2 separate regions of the Anas platyrhynchos genome follow, and region 2 is linked to region 1. Evidence: chromatin contacts called from public Hi-C data. All regions are on one chromosome and are shown on one strand. The core of a region is the stretch at or near the end of the contact, and the rest is flanking DNA. Distances in the headings are between cores, read along the strand shown. Region 1 holds the start of LOC101803770 (parvalbumin, thymic CPV3). Region 2 overlaps LMTK2 (lemur tyrosine kinase 2).

Region 1 (6,522 bases), core at 1,098-3,597:
TTAACACTCGGGCTCCACATTCAAACCTCTGAAGGAAATACCTAGGTGGGAAGCACCTTTGATTATGATTTTTCAGGGCATACAATTTTTTGTTGGCTGTATCATCACACTGATAGCTATCTGTAAATAGATTATCTACTACAAACACTGGAGGGTAAATTTTCTTCATGTACAGTTTTGCTTTGTAAGTCCAGCCCAGATACATTGAATTCTGCCCACTACCAAAATCCAGCCCCAGGGAGGTGTTGGTTTTTTTTTCTGTACTACGCAGTAATGACAGGTATTTACTAATTTGTCTTTGACTGTCAGGATTGTCTGCTCAAATGCACCATCCACAATCTGGTGAAGGGTTTATCAATATTAAGTATAACCTGAGGCACCCCTTTATGGAACAGTTCTGGAAAGAAAAAAGTGGTAATTTGTGGATAGGCTCTTACTAGGCAAAGTAACCCAGAAAATCCTTACTTGAGCTCATCTTCCTCGATAAAGCCACTTTGGTCATTGTCAAGAATCCGGAAGATCTCCTTGAGCTGGCTGCTGGTCTTTTTAGACATCCCACTGATCTGAAAGAATTTTTTGGGACTAAAGGAATCTGGAGCTGAAAATAAATTAATAAATAAATTAACCCCAGACCACTATGTTTACTGCTCCTAAATGGTCTGAGGATGCAGCTTTGTTACATTTTAATTGTTCTAAACATGAACAGTAGGTGAAGGCTGACAAAGAATACATTTTGCTATACTGCACAATGCCCAGGTAAACATCAAGAAATCAGGGCGATAGGTTACAAACAATCTCAAACCACCCACAAATTGAAATCTCATGAACAAATGCACTGTGACAGCTGCTACGGAAAGAGACAACAGAAGTCTGTTGAGTATGTGCTTGTTCAGTATGCTTTTGGGACTGAATTAGACTTGCCATGTGTTACAGAAAATAATAGATTTTTAGAGTTTTAATTGTTTTCTCACCTTGGCAGTCCCGCAGAGCAGCAGCAATGTCAGAAGGGCTTAGAATGTCTGTGAGGCTCATGTTAAACCTGTTCAAAATAATATATTGCAAACAGATTTATGAAATGCAACTGCATCTTACAACAAATTGTTTTTTCTATGTTTTGAGGAATACTGGTTAATGATTTCTAAAGTTAGATGAACCTATTTGATCAGACTGAAATTGCTGCTGTTCCTAAGCAAATTAGAAGATCTAGTACGCTACTTCTGTAAAAATAGTACTGCTGAAATAATACTTCTAAATGAGATGGAACGCGTAAACAGTATTGTGAGTTGATGTACAATTTTAAAATCTTTTTTAAGCTATTACCTGCATCCTGGTTAAGTACATCATATTAAACTCAATATTGCCATCAATCTATCAATGACTCTTACTGAAATACATGGCAGTTGGCAATACAAATAACAGTATAGACAGTGGGGGAAAAAATAAAGTCAAGAATGTTTGCTTCTGTTTTCTCCCCCACCAGCTCTGAAGAATAAAAAGAAAACATACTTATCTACAGATGGTCCATCCACATGTAATTCCAGCAATCAAAATCTTAGAGCAATGGGTATTGTACTTACTACTGGTGCAGCTCTACACAGTAACATCATTTAACCAATCTCAAGTCAGCTGCTCACCTTTGTAGTTTGCTCAGCTAGGTAAAGGAAATAGAGCTGAGGAGATACCAGGCAAAATAGTATTGTTGGCTCTGGCTTGCCACTCCGACTTATAAAGGATTCAAAAGGTGACAATAACCACTACTTAGGTTACTGTTTCATGGATCAAATGTTAGATTTGAGACCTAGCTCAAATTTCTTCCTTAACTAATTAAACTTTTCTTTCTATTTATATCCTAAGATAATATGGACAAGAAGTGCAATGTTTTTAATAAATCCACTTGGGATTAATTAAGTGTGACTCTGCCATCAAAATATAGCCTTTCCAACTCCAAGTGTGCTAAAGATTTTCAGTTAACCTCTGGACGCTCCAGTTGCTTGCTGGAAGTTGACTCCAGCAGTCAAAACCTTATGAAATAGAACTAGGTTGGTTTCCTGAAGTCAGTCTGTCCTTTGGAGCACATAAAAGAAGTTGGAGATGAAAGATTTGAGGTGACAGTTCATCCTGACAAAGATAACTTGTCACTGGGGTGGAGGGAAGTGGGGCATAATTTAGGGGAATCTTTCTACAGTAGGCTTCATTTCATGTGTCCTGTTTTCTAAATTACAGAGCTGTCCCTAGTCAGGGCTAGAACAGAAACCAGTGCATTCCTTGATGGCACAACCAAGTAACTAAGCAAAGATGAATAAACTAATGTTCTTAATCTGTATCCTTGGAAGATTATGTATAATCAGTTGTTCTTAATAATTTATTTCAATTATTTTAAATTATACAAAATCAATAATAGATTTACTTTAAATCATAGGAATCAGACTTTGCTATTGTGGTGCTTTATGGAATGTGGTGCTTTTACTCATTTATTTAATGTCAGTGAGAGAAGTCAGGCATAGCATCTGTTTATGTGAAGCTGGATAGAGAAATATAAATCACAAATAACATGAGAAAGCAAACATCAGTTAATTACAGTTTTACCGTTTTTTGATATCTCTTTTGTACAAAAAAAAAAAAGAGGTATAAATCACAAATAATCAGACATAATGATAAAGCATCCCAAATACCAGCTGCATAGAAGAATGCTTTCTTCTATTTCTTTCAGTATGAAAACTGTTTATAGTGACCTGGAAGGACTCCTTCCTATTAGATATAAGAGGCTGAAGCCAATTAGAATTGTCTGAAGAAAACCAATTGAACAATGCTAATTTGTGTATATTGAAGATCTGATCTCAGGTCTCTTAATGTTCTTTCCATTTAATGTTCTTTCTTTAATGTTTCCATTTAATGTTCTTTCCTCTTTGCTTAGTACGGTGTGTTCATATTGCTTCCTACCTAAGATTTGCATGCTGTTATAATCTGCAGTAGGAATGAAGTGCATACCTGCTTTCTGCAGAACTACTTGGAAATAATTCCCATCCTTCTATGTACATTTTTACACTCCATTGTGAATTTTCTCCTTTATGTCCATCTCATGTTAATAAGAGATTTCACAAGTCTTCATAATGCTTCCCTTTGACGTATTTTATAACCAAAATGTTTTTACAGGAAATGATGTTTTGCCCTCTGTAATAATGGTATTGATTCTACTGAGAACAGAATTTCACTGCTGGACTTTATAGTAGCCTTCCTTTATTTTTACTTGCTCCTACACGCTGCTTGCTGAGCTTCTAGCTGTGTGTAAATCTTTGATTTGTCATACTTCACCAATTATTAAAAGCCAGTGTTATAGAGGAAAATGAGATGAAGGTGAGTAAATAATACTCAAGTTCAAAATATGTCTGCAACTTATTCAGGCATTGTATTAAAGTGTAAGCAGCAAATGCTCAAAGAATGGCCTTGGGTTAGCTTATACTCTGTGTTGTGGCATACAGGGTTCTGAAATGTTTTTACATGTGGCATAGAGTATTCAACAACAGTAAAGTAATCAGAATGATCGTTGTATTAAAATATGATGTCAGATAGAAGTGAGCTAATTGCTACAACAGGGTCATTATTATTGCTTATTCTGGGATATTGTAACGTTTGAAATTCAATGCTGACAATGGAAGCAATGCTAATCCTGCCTGAAAGATGATTTACAAAAGCCTAAAACAGCTGAATTTCAGAATCAAGTTGATGTCACTGTATATTGATACAGGTGAGAATCTAGAGTTACTGGTATTTATTTATTCATTAATGAGACTGCATCTGAAGTACAGGTTTCCCTCTACTACAATTAGAATGAAATAATCAGGGATGACTATATTATATAAAGGGATATCTTAACTAGTTAATCTGTTGTACAGCAAAACTATCTGCCTGCTTTCCTTACTTCTGGGATATGTGTTAAATTAGTTGATTGTAATCACTGTAGAGGCTCAAAAACTAAGAACTGTAAACAAAAATGTATATAAGATAATGTGCAGGAAATGTAATGCTATAGAAAAAAAATACTTATTCCACAAGAAGAGCAGCTGCTAGGTAATGAGCAGTTTACAGTAGTGCAAAATCTGATACAGAATCTGAGTATTGCAGTTTTCAGGAATGGTTGCACTTGTTCCTGCAAAGTACAAGGAAAAAATATTTATTTTGTTGTGTTTGTTTGTTTTTGCTCTACCAGGGAGTTTTGGAAGTGCTGTTGAGCTTTTCTTCCTAAGATTTATGTACTTCCATAACTTACTTCTGTTGTTTTCCTCCTGAGATGTCTCTGCATGCATTATGCATTACAGGAATATTAGTGCCTTTTTTGTTTGTTCGTTTCAAACCTCTAGAACTGAACTTGAAGATGTAGTTCTGAAAAATAAGGAATGTTCATATTGATAAGTTCTTGGTAGGAATCTTCTACTTTTCACCTTGAAATAAATTTTCAGTGAAATCTGACAAAAACAAAAAAAAAAAATCAAGTACCATTAACTAATTCACAAAGGAAAGTTGTATTTCAGTAAATAATTGACAGATTGTGGACTAGTTTTGTACTCTTTCTGTTCTGTTTGGTATAAAGTACAGTTAATCGGAAAATCAACCCAAGACATGACTTGAAGCAGATGCAAAGTAATGTCAGGAGTTGTCTCAGATGAGATCAGAGGAGAGGTGTTAACCTGAGACCTGCTACGGTAGTGTAAAGAGATGCTGTAGCAGCTGTTCTAAACCCCAAACAATTCCATCTTTCAGCCCTCGTAGCGTTAGGGCTAGAACAGTTGTATCATGATCCTGGATAACAGAGTCTGCCTTTGTAATGAGCTTGGAAGTAACTAAAACAGATACTCGTCGACCTATGTGGTTGGTCATGAGTGCTGATGTCTCAGTGGTGATGGCAGAGAATCTCAGTGTGAATATAGCTGCTCTCGCTGGAAAGGGTCTCTGCAATGACATGTGTTACATCTTGCTGCTTCAAGATGTCTCTCAAAGTACATGCTTTACTTGTATAGAAAAAAAAATACAGAATCTTATCTGAGTGGTCTGCTGGGTCATAGCTTTTACCACATTTAGCAGAGAGGTTTAAGAACATGGTTTATTATCTGAGTTTTATTCTGTACTTCACATTATTACAATGAACGATGTAATCCAGGCCTCAGAAGCCTCAGTGACAAAGGTTTTTTTTCCTTTGCAGCAAGCAGAGGATATTACCCTGAAGACTGAGCAGAGATCTAGACTGTTGAATCCAAGATACAGGACACATCCCACAGCACCGTGGGTCTGGAGCTAAACAGAGACAGGTATTCCTTGTGTGTTAGGAGCAGTATCGTGTGCACTTTCCCCAGTTCAAGTTATGTCCTTATCATTGTGTGTAAATGAGAAAATTTCAGAATGATAATATGCTAATATTAATAACATAGCTAGTTCATAGAGATGGCTATGAACATAATACTTTTCCACTTAAAAAGCTGTCCTGGAAGATCTCTGCTAGCATTATATATGCTATGTGCTTGTCTTCAAATGCACTTGCAAGTGCTTCTGTGACTCAGTAACACTATTTTCTCATTGTGACCCTAAACATAATCATCTAAGATGGTTTTGACTGCTGTCGGCATTGTAGGTAGTATGAGATGGACTGATCTTTGAAAATCTAAGGTGTTCAGATTTTCTGTGTGTTTTAAAAGTAACTGTGCCCTAAGGTTAAAGACTGTCAAAGAATCTGGATGCTGCCTTTTGTGGCCTGTAACAGATCTGTACAGCAGTACTATACTGTTACCAAAGGCCTTTTACACATGGTTGTATTTCACTATGACCCACGGAGTACAAAGCCACAGTAAAATAAAGCAAATAACACTGAAGTGTTTCCAGCTATTTCTGTGTTTCCTGACTCTCCACATTGGTATCAGTGGGATTTCTACAACTGACTTCAGCAGTAGTCAATGATATATGAATGTTGTATATGAGGATGTACCCTTAATAATGTATAAAGTAAAAACTACCCTATAAATCAGTTAACCTTATCACAAGCAATCACTGAATGTCATTTGTGGAACAGAAGTGCCCTTCTAAGTAGAGGGGAAGCAGAACAAAATTCCATTGACAAAAGTTGACTGCATATTTAGACTGGTGGAATAAGTTGCATAGAAATACCTGCTGGATATGGGTCCATAGTCCAGACCTAAGAGTTTATTACTCCACTTCACTTAAGGGAGCTGACTGGGAATGCATGTTTATGGTCACGCAGTGTTTTCTCCAGTTGTGGCCTTATAGGTGCAATTTGAAGAACTTTTCTTAAAGCACAAGATAAACAGATAAAGGCTTTCCACAGTACCTGACAGCCTGTGTGAGTGAGAGACAGGGAGTGAAAGAAAGAAATTAAAAGAAAAAGTGAGTATTCTGGTAAACAGAAACAGCATTTTCTCTGCTGATCTGTTTCGTGGTAATGCTGAAATCAGGGAAGTTCTAAAACCCTAACATTCTGGAGCGATCACTGAAGCTGTTATCAGACCTACCTCATCA
Region 2 (6,522 bases), core at 1,683-4,182, 80 kb after region 1:
TATAAAGCAGATGAAGACAGAATAGTTGCTTGCAAGTACTGTTGGATCTGTTCTTGTTTAAAACAAATTAAAATTGTTTTATGTAGGAGTAGTGTCTGCTTTTTAGCAGACCGTTCATCCCATTTCTTATTTTATTAAATATTGTAACTCGGATTTGTGACTCTCCAGTCAATTAGTTCTTAGGTATCACTGCACTATTAGATGTCTGTGTGGTGCATTGCAATCTACTGCTTGAATTAAGAGAACTGTAAATTGTCACTTTTAATTGCCTTATTAAGGAGAAATTAGATGCTTTAGTTACAGCTTTGTAACGTACAGGAACATCAGAAGAACAGAAGTTTAGCGGTCTTTCATTCTTTTCTGAAGATTACACTTCTTAGCAAAGACTGCTGCCTTGTGTGTTTGATCTCAGACTTTTCAGTCTTCTTCCTGGTCCAAGGTTTAGGCACGGTTGGTGTGTACAGTTATAGCCCAGTATGTTATGCTGGTAAAATAAGTTGTGATGTAATGTATTGTGTAGTCCTGATACAATAAATTTTCTTCAAAAACAAAAACAATTTTTGAAATCTTCTGGTAAACTCGCAAGAAGGCTGCAATTTAAATAATAATAAAAATACAGAAGCAGTAGGTTAAAAGTTGTGTACAAATGAAAGTAAGATCAGTGGCGTAAGAAACTTGTTCTCTTACTTTTCTTAGATTTTCCTACACAGGAAAAGCAAGACTGGAAGATGCTTGACAACTCCCAGTTATTTTTCCATCTGTTTCAAAGCTATTTTTTTTTTTGTAATTTATGGAGTGCTTCTGTAGGCTTGTAAGTTGTATGGATGCTGATCAGCAATGCCTAGGTTCAACAAAACTACTGCCATCCTCTGGTGCCTGAATGATGGGAGTGGGCTGTATCATGGTCTTTTAATATCTAAAGCTCTCGTGAGCTGGCAATGTCTAAAACAGTTTTCTGTGCTCTCTTCCTTCCATCCCCTTTCATATGCCAGACAGACAACTGCTGATGGGGAGCAATTGAAATTGATCACATGTAAAAAAATTAAAAAAAAATAAAAAAAATAAAAAAAACACACACAGAAGCTCATCACATTTTTAATGGAAAGTATTATTGTATGACAGTTATGTTTTATGTGGCAGTGTGATTTAGATTATTAACTCCTAAATGATGTGATTAAAAACCCTTAAAAGGACAATACCATATGCCTTACATGACTTCTTATACAAGTGATGACTGAAACTTAAGGAGATTCTTTATTAAGCACAAATCTATTTATAACTAGTACTAACCTTGTTCACTGGTAAATAAGTAACGTAGTTAGTTAGCTGGCTCTTCATGAAGTATTGTTTAGATTCACCTAATACACAAGGCTAAGTATTTACAACTTCTTTTACAGGGTGACCTAAAAACTTATATTTGCAACGAGCAGGACCACATTAAAGGAGATTCACAAATAATGCTGCTACAGAGAATGGCATGTGAGATTGCTGCTGGACTTGCTGTAATGCATAAGCATAATTTTGTGCATAGGTACGTTTTCCAGATAAGTTACTCTTTGTTACGGTGCACTCCAAAAATCATGTAGGTGTTTTCATTCAAATCGGCACATTTTAAAGACACTAGTTTAATAGACTTTCATCTAATTTACATATCCTATGTCAGGAAGGTGTGATGTTTTTGAAGATGCTAATTTAACTGCAGTGATAAGGTCTTACAGTCTTTGTGCAACTGTAAGCTGATCACCTTCTTTTTAGGTGATCTGCAGACTGCAGAACACAGCCTACTGCTAGGCCAATCCAGAAGATGTAGTTGTTTGATTAATTCTTGCACAAATTAAGTTTGTTTTGTTGGGGGTATGTGTGTTAGGGGTTGGGGGGATAAAACTAAAATGTTGTTAGAATCAATCTTTTGGACTGTATTTTTGTAGATTATAACAATTTAGAATTTTTGTAATCCATTACCTTTGTTACTAAAAATGGAAAAAAAAAGTTGCTACTCTTTTAATATGTTAAGGGAGAAGCTGACTTAAATTGAAAAATCTGACTGAAGTAGGTGATCTCTTGCTAAAGCACTGTTTATCTTCAGTGTCTCTTAATCTAAAGTAATGGAGCTAGTCAGATCAAAATGGGAGAACAATTTCATTTTAGTGGTGGGGGAAGGCCTGGATTTCTTTATTTTATTAAAAGATGATGCAGTTACTACTGAAAAAATGGCAGTAGTTTTAACAGGTAAGAAAAATGCAGTCATGAAGCTCAGTGCTCTGAACTATGACAAAAAATTTTTTTTTGCTTTAATTGTAAAGTTGTTAAGGAGCTGGAGACATCAAGCTTAGACTTGTAATGTTATATTAGAGTACTTGCTCTCCAGACATGGCTTACCTGATGAAACCTGATATATCTCAGGATAGTTTATTCTGTGTGGGTATTGGGTCAGCCTGTTCTTTGCTGTAGAAACAGCACTTGTATCATCCCTTTCAGCATGTCAGGAATTTGCTGGTCAATGCATTGTACTACTTTGAGAAAGCGGAGACCTTGTGTTCAGGGAGAAGCTGAACTATTAAACTTCAGTCTTAAAAAGTGCATGTGTAAAACAACAAAACCCTAAGAAATCCCCCAATCCTAGACTCAGCTGGTGCCAGATAAGCAGAGCTTTTAACCTGTTTAACAATTTCAAGTTACTTGAAGGTAGTACCAGTTGTACCTTCTAAACTGAGTGATCACTGTTTCTTGTATTGCAGCAGCGTGGCTTTGTAGGTATTAAATTTAACAGTGTGTTTTCAGTGAAGTACAGTTAAAACTTGATAAATAGTTATTCTTTGGATCTCCAAAATTATCACTGTAAATGTTTACTTCTAGCAGCACTATCCTGATGCTGTCAGAGTAAGTGGTAAAACTCCAGCATCAGTGATTTTGTTGTTAGTGGTAAATTCTAGCAGCTAAACTTTATCTTCTCTTCTGGGATATTTATTTAAATAGTATGATACAAGTTGGAAAGCTTTGGAGCGTACTTGAAGGTTACAAATGTTTCTGACCCATGAGGTTCAACGGTTCTCAAAGTGGAAAAAAAACTTACTCTTTTGAAGTAGGGAAATTGTATGGTTTTCAGACCATCTACACTTCAGAGACTACTTTTTTTAAATCTACACAGAAGCAATGGTAGAATTCTTCCAGTGCACTTAATTGCCTAGTACCCTTCTGTGGAACTGAGAAGCAAAATATTTGAGCAATTAGCATGTGGAACTCTTTGCTGTCATGGCTATAGTTTCGTAGTAAGCATGCAGTTTCATTAAACTTGCATAGATTTCTGAGTTTGCACGATGGGATTTCTACAAAAGATTCTTGCTATTATTACAGCAACAGTGCTGGCTATGAGCACTTGTCTGGTTTATAGTGGAAACTGGAAATGTATATTCAAGAGCTTTTTTGTTCCTTTATTAAAGGAACTTTTATGAAACATGATTTCTTCTTATGGTCTTTCTCAAAGACTATGTATAGTTCTAGTTCAAATGTAACATGTGACTGTTATTTAGAGGAACTTATGTGTGTTTAATATATTACTGGTTGCTTAGTATGAGTGAAGAGTGACAGAACTACGGTGTCTGCAGTCTCCTAGTGAAATTGGGAATCAATTGTTGCTTTATATATATTCTTAAAACTTGATGAAAATACAAGCAACAGAAGAACTATCTGCACGTTTAGTTTGAATCAAAATTGTGCTTTTGAAATGAATCTCCCTACTGTTGCCAGTTACTGTGCCTGGGCTTGTATTGAGTTGATCTTCTGGAGTGCATGGACTGGTTTAACTATATCCAAAGAGAATCGGAGAGGTAGCTTCAGGTGCATGCTTAACTTGCTCCAGCTTTTACGAGCCTTTTGGTCTATGGGACCAGGCTACAGCTCATCTGAATAAAATTACCGAAGTGTATATAGTGTGGATATTGAATCCTTAGCACTAGTTATTTCATATTACTAATCTGCACCTGTCACTTGGCTACCGTAACCTGTAAATGTGTGTATTTTTGATTATTTTTGTAAAATTTTGTGGCTTTTTAAATTTGATACTTCAAGCTGTGGTCTGACTCTTCTGAGTAGTGTTACTTCTTTTAACCCATTTGTCTTATTTTTAATTGAAGACTTCTTGGTTTGTTCTTACTATTTATTTGTTTGCCATTGCAGTGACTTGGCCTTACGAAATTGCTTTCTTACATCTGATTTAAATATCAAAGTAGGAGATTATGGTATAGGATTCAGTAGATATAAGGTAAGTTAATTGGTAATGTACATTAAATTTAATGTACGTTAAATTTTTTTTGAAGGATTTGAAAGCCTGAGATTATAACAAGCATATTATAAGGTCGTGAACTGATCCCACATAGTCCTTTTTATCTTTCTGAATAGTGAACTTCTCAGAGTAACTGGCAAAGAACTGTAGCAAGGTCATGTAATGGAATAAACGATCTTTCCAGAAATGGAGTTCTTGCTTATAGAAGTTTCTGGTTAAATTTATGTTGTATGTCATGTTGTGCAGTAGCCCTAAAATAATGATTTTGACAGGTGCTATGCCAAAAAATTTGAATGTTCTAAGAAAGGAAAAATGCTATCAAATTGCTTAATGAAAATGTTCGAAATACTTACATATACCAAGAAAGTGAAAAATGCGAAGTGTTCAACGTTTTGAGTACCAAACATTAAACAAAAATTGATACTCAATTTTATTGTATACAAGAAATGGATTTCTTGAATGCCTATTTTCTCTAGCTTTATTCTCTTTTACTTTGGTAAAATGAGATTACTTTTTTAGTTCTCATTTTACACGTAGTGATCACATAAAAACAGATTAGGGAAAAAAAGATAGTCAGCTTCTGGAAGTTGTCCCGATGTTTGTTCAGTCTTTCTGTTTTTTTTTTGTCGATAATATAGGAAGATTATATTGAGACAGATGAGAAGAAACTCGTTCCTCTCCGATGGACTGCACCTGAGTTAATAACAAGTTTTCAAGACAGACTGTTATCAGCAGAGCAAAATAAATACAGTAACATATGGTATGTAGTAAATAATAGTTTGAGAGAGATTTTGGAATACATTTTCAAATGTTACATAAAGGAGTAAATATTTATGATTGGCCTGACGCAGTGCTTTTTTTTATTTTATCAGATGTACAGTAGGTTAATCTCTACAAATCTGACACTGTATCTTGCTTTGGAAAGTTGCCTAAAATTTGTTGCGAGAACAATTAGATTAAGAGAAATGTATAGCAGAAGAATAGATGTTTATACTAATAAAATATTTACTTAATTTGCCAAATTCCTTCAAATGTTTATAAAGGAAGGTATTTTTTTCATTAGTAGCTGTGGATGATGTAACAGAAAATCTTGAGGTAGATGCTACTAGAATCCCATTAAGGTTAGTCTCTGTTACCACAGAGCTTATAGAGAGAGACTAGAGAAAATCCTGAACATTTTTTGAAGTTGCCAAGTTCCACTTCAGTTCTCAAGTCCAGGAAAATTTGGATAATGGAAATCGAGGCTTAGGTTACCATTTCTGAAAACATTGTAGCTAAATTCCTGCTTTTATATTTTAAAGGTATTGAATGATAAACTAGATTTTATTTGCTAATGTAAAACAAGATTCTCAGAAAGTGAGATAGATATAAATGATTTCAATACTTTTTTCCTTGTATCCTTCAAGCAGAGTTCCTCAAATCATACTGTTTATCTAAACTACCAGCAGCCAGAGTCTTAAGCATTCCAAATTGAACCTCAGTGCCTTTTATACAAAGCTGCTTTGACTAGGTTTGGACTGGATGATTCCAGAGACCCCTTCTGATCTAAATTATTCTATGGTAGTAGAATTTACTGTGTATTTTAGGCAAGAAAAGGTTGCCCAAAGATCTGGATCAGCTCTAAGCACTGAAAATGTGATTAATGTTGCATGTCATCTGCATACAGCACTGAGCGAAAACAAGGCTTCTGAGTAGTTCAGATACCAATTTAAAGAAGTCCCAAACAGTTGCGTTTTCGAGTGGTTTGACTCAAAGTGCGGTTTTGTCCAACAGTAGTAGTCTTCAGTGAAGCCATAGTTTTTTTTGCTCTTGTTCCTCTGTTTTAAATAGGCATTTCCTACTTTTCTTTAATATGCAGGAGTTTCTTCCATAAATAAGTCACTTGAGTCCTCGTTTTGTTATCTTTGTTGGAACTGGCCTTCAAAGAACTTTGTTTTTGAGGCTTTTAACATTCTGTGAAGCACACTTGAAATGGGTTAACCAATTCTGAAATTATTATGGAGCCATGAGATATTTGGTGGTTCTTGCCTGTTCTTGCATGATCCTTATTTTCTTGAGAGCAACTTAGTTCTTAGAACGTACAGTCACTTTGCTGGTCTTTTTTAGGTCCCTGGGTGTAACGTTGTGGGAGCTGTTTGAGAATGCTGCTCAGCCTTACTCAGAATTCTCTGACAGGGAAGTCCTAACCCATGTCATCAAGGAGAAGCAGATTAAACTTTTTAAGCCACATCTGGAGCAGC

What was found. A called contact is a pair of places that touch in the nucleus more often than the background predicts.
Region 2: a contact with region 1 is called in a Hi-C map of liver, with 2.3 times the contacts expected there. The contact joins the enhancer-like site here to the promoter of LOC101803770 in region 1. A contact is called at or near these places in 3 of 8 Hi-C or Micro-C datasets (liver, skeletal muscle and subcutaneous adipose tissue).

The regions. Positions count from the first base shown.
Region 1 is chr15:12,707,168-12,713,689 of IASCAAS_PekinDuck_T2T, forward strand. It overlaps LOC101803770 (parvalbumin, thymic CPV3), which reads right to left and starts at 2,348. Exons shown (of 4, transcript XM_072023791.1): 1 at 972-2,348; 2 at 466-598; 3 at 1-41. The coding sequence starts at 1,032. It overlaps LOC113845268 (a long non-coding RNA gene), which reads left to right. Exons shown (of 5, transcript XR_011803524.1): 4 at 5,198-5,303.
Region 2 is chr15:12,786,574-12,793,095 of IASCAAS_PekinDuck_T2T, forward strand. It overlaps LMTK2 (lemur tyrosine kinase 2), which reads left to right. Exons shown (of 15, transcript XR_011803508.1): 7 at 1,398-1,531; 8 at 4,177-4,261; 9 at 4,921-5,042; 10 at 6,389-6,522. Among named protein-coding and RNA genes, the nearest start is that of BHLHA15, 15 kb to the right of the region's middle. Within about 2 kb of position 2,933, at least 1 of the 8 cell types and tissues checked has an H3K27ac peak or open chromatin away from gene starts, as enhancers often do.